2 separate regions of the Zea mays genome follow, and region 1 is linked to region 2. The links are chromatin contacts, called in public Hi-C maps. All regions are on one chromosome and are shown on one strand. The core of a region is the stretch at or near the end of the contact, and the rest is flanking DNA. Distances in the headings are between cores, read along the strand shown.

Region 1 (4,650 bases), core at 120-2,619, 68 kb before region 2:
GTTCAGATATAAGCATATCTCAAATTCATGGGGTGGAAGATGAGAAATGATTTTATGCATTAGTAGAATTTGTTTCTACTCTGTAACTTACATGACATTCTTCGTCTCAATCCTCTATAGTAAAAATGTAGCACATAAATATCTCCGACATCTTGCTAATAATAGTATACAAATATATTTTTGCATAAAATCAAATTAGTTTAATTGATATATGCCTGAATTACTATTATTAGAATGGAATTCAATTCCAATGATCCAAACGGGCACCAACATACCTAGCTATACTCACTACGTCAAACTACTCGTTTCATGCCTCTTTTATTGTATGGATTAAAGGAAAAAGGCCATATCACTACTCTAAGTGTCCAACAACTTCATTGATACTTAGAACTATCCAATCCTTAAACTTCTTCATCATCCTTTAAAACGACCATTAATTTTCGTCAAAAAGAACTTGAACTCCATATAAGCCCAACCATCTTGCATTAATATGACATCACTTAAGTTATTTCTACAAAAGAAATGTTAGTCGTAATAGTCTTACATTGTCATTAATCATCAAAACTAACTAGGATCTAGAAATTTTTATTAGTCAAAAAGCACAACCAAAGTTGATCATCTCTTTGATAATCACTATTTACACTTGAATACCGTGAACACATATCAAACATGTGTTTGCATTTTGTTTTGTCCTTTGCTTAACTACCAAATTCCCACTGATGGTAAACCTAGTCCTCTATATCTCCTCAGATAACCAGTGGGAAAACCACCTGTTTGCGACGAGCATGTACCTGATTTGCGTTCTTTACTAGTGCCACCCGTTTAGCCACGCTGTTATGTGAGGGGCTGTGCAGTAGCCTGTGTTTGCAGCTGGGCTGCAAATATTTTTCCCTAGAATGTATCTTATAAAAAAAGCGAGAAAGGGTAGAGGAGCACTCTGCCACTGTGACCTTCTAGGCACATGTGAGAAAGGGTAGAGGACTTGTTTGGTTTGCACAGTGAGACAGCTGCCCGAGGCAGGCAGCACCCCTAGACATTGGATTTTGATTGTCCGGGGTTGAGATTCCATGCCGGGTAGTCAAGTGTCTGGCAGGCTCAAGTTGGCTTCTTGTCTGGTTCATTGGTTGGAAATAAAACTAATAAACTGGTGAGAGAATTGCTTTATTTGATAAGGAGAGGACTAATCAAGACCAATAATATATGAGTAGTTCGAGTTGAACTAGAGTTGACTAAAAAGGCAACCTAGCTTGCCCTCTTTCACCTTCAGAACACAGACTAATAAATTCCCTCACATGCTTTACTCTCTCCTCGCATCTTAGCCTATAAAAGGACTGAGGAATTGCGATACCTCTCCCACTAACTGATCATCTTCTCTAGATCTTCTCATCATACCGATACCGGCCTCAACGCCCTCTTTTTCCCAGCCTCACAACCAATTCCTGTTTCAGTCGATCGCAGTTAGCATGGCCACGACACAGAGCTGTCAGAGCAGGAGCAGCGCCTGCAGCAAGGCTGCTGCTTGCTTCCCGGCCGCCGTAGCGGTCGACGAGGAGCACGGCCACCACAGCCACCAGCTGAAGGGAGGAGCGCAGGAGGAGGCTGAGAACGACAATAATAAGCCGGAGCTCCGGCGTGGCCCCTGGACGGTAGACGAGGACCTCACCCTCGTCAACTACATCGCCGACAACGGCGAGGGTCGCTGGAACAACCTCGCCCGCGCCGCCGGTATGTCGTTAACCCACCAAACCGGCCGGCCGGTCATCATCAGTTCATCACCTCGATCTCCGTCTCCCAATCGTACGTTTCTGATGGCTGATCTTGATATGCGCCATGCATGCATGCAGGGCTGAAGCGGACGGGCAAGAGCTGCCGGCTGCGGTGGCTCAACTACCTCCGGCCCGACGTGAAGCGTGGCAACTTCAGCGCCGACGAGCAGCTGCTCATCCTCGACCTCCACACCCGCTGGGGCAACCGGTAATTAGTCAACTTTTTCCTCCCAAGTCCGAGATCGATCACCGACACGTCGTCTTAGCTTGCACGTGCCGGAGTTTTTGGACTGGAAATCGTGTGGACGGCCGCAAGGTAGCCCTGTTGAAAACGGCAGCTTGCTCTCCAGTCCAGTAGTAATAGAAGCTAGTGCCCACTGCCCACGTACATGATGCACCTGTCACTGCACCGAGACCGTATGGTATTTGTACGTACGTGCACAGGTATATACAACTATCCCCCGGCCCGTACCGTATAGACGTGGAGCCGTACGTATTTGTATAACATAACAGTGCGGCCGATGTGGCACATGACAAGACAACACGGCGCACACAAGAGGCGAATTGTACAAGTACATCTTTCGCTTTCACTCCAGCACTGTTCACGAAAGCTGCACGCCTCTACTTTTAGCTTGCTTGGCGCGCGTTCTCTCTCTCTCCACAAATCCAAGCTGTTCCAGTTCGATCCCTCGCATTCTCTCTAATTGCGTTCTCGATCCTGTGATTTCTTTTTCCCCCTCCGATCCACTCCAGATGGTCGAAGATAGCGCAGCACCTGCCGGGAAGGACGGACAACGAGATCAAGAACTACTGGAGGACCCGGGTGCAGAAGCACGCCAAGCAGCTCAACTGCGACGCCAACAGCAAGCGCTTCAAGGACGCCATGCGCTACCTCTGGATGCCGCACCTCGCCGACGACGTCGATACCATCGCTGCGGCCAACGACGACGACGAAGACCACCACCACCACCTACGCCTCCTCGTCCTGCACCACCACCAGGCCCAGCACCTGCAGCAAGCTGCTGCCGCGGCCGGCGGCGCTGCCAACGACCTTGCTGCGGGCGCCTACGACGTCCGCCAGCTGCACGCGCTGCCGTCGTCGGGCATGGCGGCGACGTCGTCGTCCGACTCGCTCGCGTCGGAGTCGTACGATGACGGAGGCCTGCTTTTCGCGAACTTGCGCGCCGGCGAGATGCTGATGGACGGCGGAGATTGGGCGGCGCAGCAGGAGGCCGACCAAGGGCTGTGGCCGCCGCCGCCGCCGCCGCCGTCTGATCTTGATCAGTCGGTGGTGCAGGCTGCTGGTGCCGGCGCTGGCCAGTTTCAGGACATGGAGCTCAGTGGTTGGGTGCAAGGCTTCTCCGAGAGCATTACAGATAACTTTTGGGCCTTGGAGGAAATTTGGAAGATGCAATGAGCGAGCAATTTTACATCTTACACATCCATCCAAATTAAAGACAACATAGATACACATATACATATCATATATTCTAACAACAGGTGCCATATACGATATACATACACAAGTTGTTGTATAGTTGTATTCCGCTTATATATATATTTTTTTTGCCTCTCAATGAAGTTCATTCTTATAGAGGTTGGAAGCAAAGGATGGTATTGTTTATGCAAGTTGAAACAATATTTGGTCTGTCAGCCTGTCCTCTATCTAGTGAAAAAGGGCAACTATATATATGCATAGACAGAGCATTATTATTACTGATTTTCCGACCCTTGTTCATGTTCCTAATATATTTCTCTATCCAGTGATAATTTGTGACAAGTAACATTTTTCTGGTTAACAGAATTCTATATATACACCAGCATTCTACATGCATGGAGAGGCCTATATGGCTATACATAACTAATCCCATCGACGTGCCTTGATTCATTTTTCTTGATAATATTTATATTTACATTTATGTTTATTATTTTAGAAATAAATCAGAGGAGATAATGCGAGATATGTGCGCACCATTATTGTGGTGAGAGAGACTGCGAGCTAGCTAGATCAATATAATATCTGTCCTCAACAAAGAAACATGGATCAACTAAATGACATAAATGACTAGATAGGATAACTAACTCCACTCATATTTGCCTTGCTCACAATGTGCAAGACGTACGAAAGCAAGAGAAGCTCGCCAGGAATAGAAAGATATAAGGCACCGAAGACTCGATCACTTCAGCCCGTACGTCTGTCCTTGCATGCATCAACTAACCACGGGTGCAGGTCAAGCACACACTGTTGAGCACCAGATTTGATATAGCTGGGCACGATCACACAGTCCGATCATGTGGACCTGACAGTCCGCGATTAGATTCATTCAAGAGAGAATCCTTATCCCGCACGTGTTTATTCAGCTAATCTAACTGCATGTGAATATATTGGAAAGCGCCTAGAAACTGATCCAGACATCCACCCCTATATATCGTAGCCTTTACGCACGCACGGACGGTCCAAACACCCTCAGCAGATGGTCCGCCACCCTAGAGAAAAAGAGTGGCGCCCTCTACACAAGTTGCGCACAGTACAAACGCCTAGAGTGGATGGTCGTGCTCCCACACAGAGTACCCCAAGTCGTCGGTACCTGCAAACTGGATCAGAGTACATTAGGTGATTGGCCCAAAAGGGCAAAAAACACCTTTTTGCTAGGGACAAGAGTGTTTAAATCACCAAAAATTGGCTTCCAATGGCAAGTTTTAAATATCATCTCCACTAGTAACATCATCAAGCTAACTCTGGAGGAACTATCGTCTGATGATCAACATCACTTTGAGGACATCATGAAGCAAGAAAAGGAAGAAGCGTTGTGGCAGTACGTCGAACGACATGAGAAGATGAAGGAGAAGTACCTATCAAACTTCACAGTGGATCGCCACCAGA
Region 2 (5,103 bases), core at 1,442-3,941:
CTGTTGCCTATGCTTTGAGCTTTGTCTGGAATATCAACTAGGTCCGATGTCGAAAGGTTAAAATTTGGCCTGTTAACGGCCCTTGCGTGGTTACACCCGGCTTTTATGAAAGCGGCGGCTGTACCGCGAGAAGCCACTAGCGCACAGAAGTCTCCATGGCCAGTTATGACTTCGTCGAGGACGTCAACCTCTTTCTCGACACATTCGAGTGCTCTGGGGACATCTTCGGCAGAGAGGCTAGCCTCCTCGAATGCAGCTCCATTTGAATTGAATATACTCTTTTATCGAGCAGTACATTGGCTTGCAAAGTTGAAACATTTCTCCTTAAGAGTCCTGAGAGCTTCATTGAGCTTTAGGTTCTTCTCAACCTCAACCTTGAGTGTCATATTCAAAGCTTCAGTTTCACGGTTGAATTGGCTAGAGTTTTCTTCCAAAAGCGTCTAAGCCTCTTTCAGCTCCTTGCTCAATTTCTTATTCCGCGCTTGTGCTTCGGCAAGTGATCCTTCGGTTGAATGCAACAAATCATCTTTTTCATTTAGAGAATCTTCAATTTTTTGATTCTATCTTTGAAACCCTTGACAACAATTTCGTTCTTTCTATCTTCATCATCTTGTTGCATTTTTAAAGCTTTGCTTAATAACAAACTCTATGAAAATGAATTAAAAGTTAGGATACCTAAGTCAACATGAAGATATCAACAGTAACTCGCAAAATGCATCTTACTTTGAAGTTCGAGTAAAATAAGCTTCCTATAATGTGCTGGCGTCTGTAGAAGCTTATGTCTTTTTTCAAGCTTCGAAAAACCAATACTCTTGAACAGGGTGCTTATAATTTTAGCACCAGCGCGGTCGCGGATGCATCCCACAACTTCTTCATTGACCCAACCGAAGAGCATTGACCCCGGCTGGTAGCCGCAGGAGATAGCAAATTCTTTTAGCTCTGATATGTCCTTTTCGAAGAGCTGTTGGCCGCCCAAGTGCCGTAGGTCGAAATTCGCTCCTTCCGAAGAGGTTTCTTCAACTTTCTTCCCCTTATCAGAAACTACTGCAGCTACCTCTTTCTCCACAACCACGTCTGATATAAGTCTGTCCATTTTGGACAGAGTGGTTGTGAGATTTTCATCTTTGGCTGCAACGGTAGCTTCGGCATCAGTCGATTTAGCAGCTTTGTCTGCTGTAATGCCCGAAATTGGTATAAGAGAAAGTTAATAGGATAAATAAATAAATATACTTCTCTGCTAGAATTTTTAGGATTTCTTGATCTTCCTTTCTTTGTGCATTGTCAACTAAAGGAAGTAAAGTAGCCAAATGACAAATAAATAAATACGTGAATGTGCATTCCATGCTGGGTTCTTGTATGTTTGCATTTATATTCAAATTGTGAGATAAATTTAAGTTTCAAACTTTAGAATTTGGAAATAAAAGAGAAAAGAGAGGACAAGTTATTCTCTGCAAGAAATTTAAAGAATACCCTTAAATATATTCAAGATAAAGTGGCTCTTGGTAAAAGAGAAAACATTGTTTTTCCGTAAACAAGTAAGGTAATGAATATTTAATTTTCTTCTTACTTGGGATTTGATCAAACACACTCAAGAGTAATAATTATTCCTAAAAAGAAAAAAAAGGCATAATATACTTTGAACCTTTAACTAAACAAAGGAAACAAAATAATTGAAATAAATATATATAAGGCTATAAAAATATGTACTTTGCCTTCATGATTTTGGATGTTGCATTTAGATTAGAAATTGAAACTCATATTTGAATTTGAATCTAAATTGAGATTGGTAAAGGAAACATAAAAGAAAATATAAAAAAACTACCTGCTTACCTGGACCGAATTCCCCTTTGCCCGGCCCACTCATCTACCTCCAAAGCCCACTGCTGCACACCTCCACGTCTAGGTCAAGCCGACGTTTGGGCCCCACTTGCAGTCCCTCTCCGCTCTCCCTCACCTACCGTGTCGTGTCCGGACTTCTGAACGCGTGTCACCCACCTCACACTAACATGCAGGGCCCACTAGCCAGCCTTCCCCAATGCAGCCTCGCGGGAGTCACTGACAGGCGGGCCGTATTGGGTAGGATCTCCTGCTCCCTTCCTTCATCGTGATGTGCGAGCAAAAACATAACAAACCAACAGAAATCCTTAGAGTTCGGGAGGATCCGTTTGCTCGCCCCCATAGGGAATCCTTCATGGAATATATATACAACCCAGGACCCTGCTCATCCCCTGAAGTCGCGACAGAAGCCGCCACCAGAGTACCGAGAGCCGAGCGGGGGGAGGCAAAGAGTGTCACCGCCGCGTGTAGATTTACGATTGCGTCGTCGCCGCAGCTTCTGCGGTTTCCTGGGCGCTTCACTAGGGAGCACTGACCTTGATCGTGGTCGTTTCGGGTGTCGGAAGCTGCAGCTTGGTGTGAATTTTCTTGTCGGAGTAATTCCCCAGCCGCCAGGCTGCCATATGTCGCCGCCTGAGCTCCATGCTGCTCAATTTTTGCTAAGCTAGCTCCTACCGATTTTCTCGCGATCCCCATTTCCTATTGAGCTTGTCGATCGGATGACGTATGCCTCGAGGCGGTCGCCTTTGTGCTCACCAGGGACCTCCCCCATCGCGGCGGTGCCTGCACCACCGTCCCGAGCGGTGGTGAGGACGACGATGGCCTCATGGCCCTTTGATTAGATACGTGCGGTCGTGATAACCCTCCATTGCTTTATTGTCCCATGGTCATGGATCTGTGCATCGACAGTTACGATTAGATGAGAGAGTAACTTTTCGCGACGTCGAATCATTGTCGTTTGATGGAAATCGAGTGGCCGCAGTTTGATGTACCAGTTAACTATAAACTAGATCTAATCTGAGCCTTCGGTAGGATATCGGATGGATAGGGATCACAGATACCCCTCTGGATCGGACACTTTGCATAAGAGCCCTCCTGGAAATTGGAAACTAATCCGCTGTCTGTTTCTCATTGTAAAGAAAATAGAATTTAATGGATACTTTGCATATAAACCCCTGGAAGCCGTTTTTAGGTATAAAATTAACCCTAAATAACCTAGAATCTTGTTTAGCCCATATAACATCCGTTTTAACTCCGATTTACTCCGTTCCAATTGCGATGGTTTCATAATGACATCTTCCACACAATAACAACATTAGTTTTATCATGTCGCATATTTTTTTATGGATATAGTTTAAATTTATGTTTAGTAAATTGAACATGCTAATCAAAATTAACCTATCTACGTTTATAACCTGGCTATACTTATAATTTGACTAGAATATGACCTCTACTCCCGTTATAACTTAGATTATAATTGAATTATGTATTTATTTAGAATATTATTTTCATATGATTTATGTTAATTAATATAGAATATACTTTCAAACTGTTTGATCATCTAAAACTTCAGAAAACCCTATCCTATCAACCGTAGCTACAACTTTAGTTGTTTTCGATCTCACGACCTCGTAGTAGCACGTAGATCAGGTTGAAGATGTAGCCCGAAGGTGATAAGAATGGATGATGAAGCTATAGCCGAAGAGCTTTGGTTTGATGTGATGACGAAGACCAAGTATGATGATGACCGAAAAGAGACAAAGACTACTCAGTCCTCAATGATCTGTGTTATGATTATAGATGAATGTCAGGGGCATAAATGTAATTTTACCCGGGCTGCGTCCCGTGCCTATAAATAGATGAACAGTAGCACCGTATTGTTCACGCTGAATTGTAATCTCCCCCGCGTCAGTGCCTTCGAGCAAGCCGAAGGTATCAATGTAATATATATTTTGTTAATACTCATATATACTTTATGGAATGCAGATACGAATGGATTAATGAGGTGTACTCATTATATTTATCCTTGTGTATTCTTATTTATCTATAACATGATGCAGACATGTCCTTCATGACCTTCGTCTAATGATCATTATATCTGCGAGGAGGTAATGTTTCGGAAGACGAAGGTTCTTAATACCTAGCAAATGTGTTGCCTTGTTCTTGATTCACATCATTTGAGAACAAGTGACCAACAATTATAATTTAAAGAGGTGAAAAAACAATTATATTCAACATAAAAACTTAGCTAAAACTTTATAAAGTTAAACTTCAAAACTTAGTAAGCACTAACATAACTTTTCTCAGTTTTTCTTGAGATAAAATAGTGCACAAATATTTACATCATTATTCTCCTACAAACGATAGAAAAATAAAAAAGATTAAACAAAGTTACCGTTGGCACTATGCTTTAAGGGCATCCAGCCTATATTGATCCAGTCTAGATGACCTGTCAGCCCTCCCCCCTCCACGTGAACGCTACGCTGCAACATGGTTCTAGGTCATGAGAGCATTTCCCCACATGGGCAAAAAGTAGGCTTGGTCACCATGTGCCCTTGGATGCTAATCTGATGGTCATAGTGCCTCTGTGTTCAATCCCAAATCATATAAAATGCAAGATTTTCACTGCCACCGGGGAAATTCTAACTAGTATTTCTCCTTGGCGCGACGTTCTCTTCTCCCTCTCCCTTCACAAGCGAAACTTCTCCACGTTCTCCTCTAACTCAAGTGAGAAAGAGCATGGTTGAGGCATGGCACTACCCGTAGGGCCCCTCGCCGGTGTGCGCACTCTCCTTTGGGCTGAGTGCACTGCCATTGAGTGGCCACTTGGTGGTGCCATGAGTGCCCATGGACACGATGTGGCACATAAGGCCAGTGGCACTGCCGCCATCTACCCTGGTCTTTTATGACCAGATAAGTATTTTACCCTTTTCCATTCCTCTCTATGTGTACTCGAGGTGGGGTTAGGGGTAGGGTTAGGGTTAGTGGAAACCAAGTGAGGGTTCCATCTTTCCTCTCTATTTCTTACCTTATAATGACAAATCCAAAGCTTAGGGGTTTGCTCGGATTTGCTTAAAAGCCTAAGGGCTAATGACATCTTGGGTTAAGATCCACGAACATACTAGCTCTGGTACCATTGTTAGACATCAAAAAGTGATCTGGTGCTCAAAACCCTAACCACTATATACAATAGAAGACAAGTTTTACCTTCAGCATTAGATGGAAAAGCCATTAGGGCAGTGGTGCTTGAACCGAGACAATGAGGAT

What was found. A called contact is a pair of places that touch in the nucleus more often than the background predicts.
Region 1: a contact with region 2 is called in a Hi-C map of leaf mesophyll, with 2.2 times the contacts expected there. The contact joins the promoter of LOC100384300 here to the enhancer-like site in region 2. A contact is called at or near these places in 4 of 25 Hi-C or Micro-C datasets (bundle sheath, endosperm, leaf and 1 more).

What each region holds. Positions count from the first base shown.
Region 1 is chr1:152,366,574-152,371,223 of Zm-B73-REFERENCE-NAM-5.0, reverse strand. It overlaps LOC100384300, which reads left to right and starts at 1,369. Exons shown (of 3, transcript NM_001176858.1): 1 at 1,369-1,725; 2 at 1,845-1,974; 3 at 2,520-3,359. The coding sequence starts at 1,464. The coding sequence ends at 3,183.
Region 2 is chr1:152,299,014-152,304,116 of Zm-B73-REFERENCE-NAM-5.0, reverse strand. No RefSeq gene overlaps it. Among protein-coding and RNA genes, the nearest start is that of LOC118476061, 51 kb to the left of the region's middle. Within about 2 kb of position 2,691, at least 20 of the 20 cell types and tissues checked have an H3K27ac peak or open chromatin away from gene starts, as enhancers often do. A contact at or near this core is called in bundle sheath, endosperm, leaf and 1 more, where this site is marked.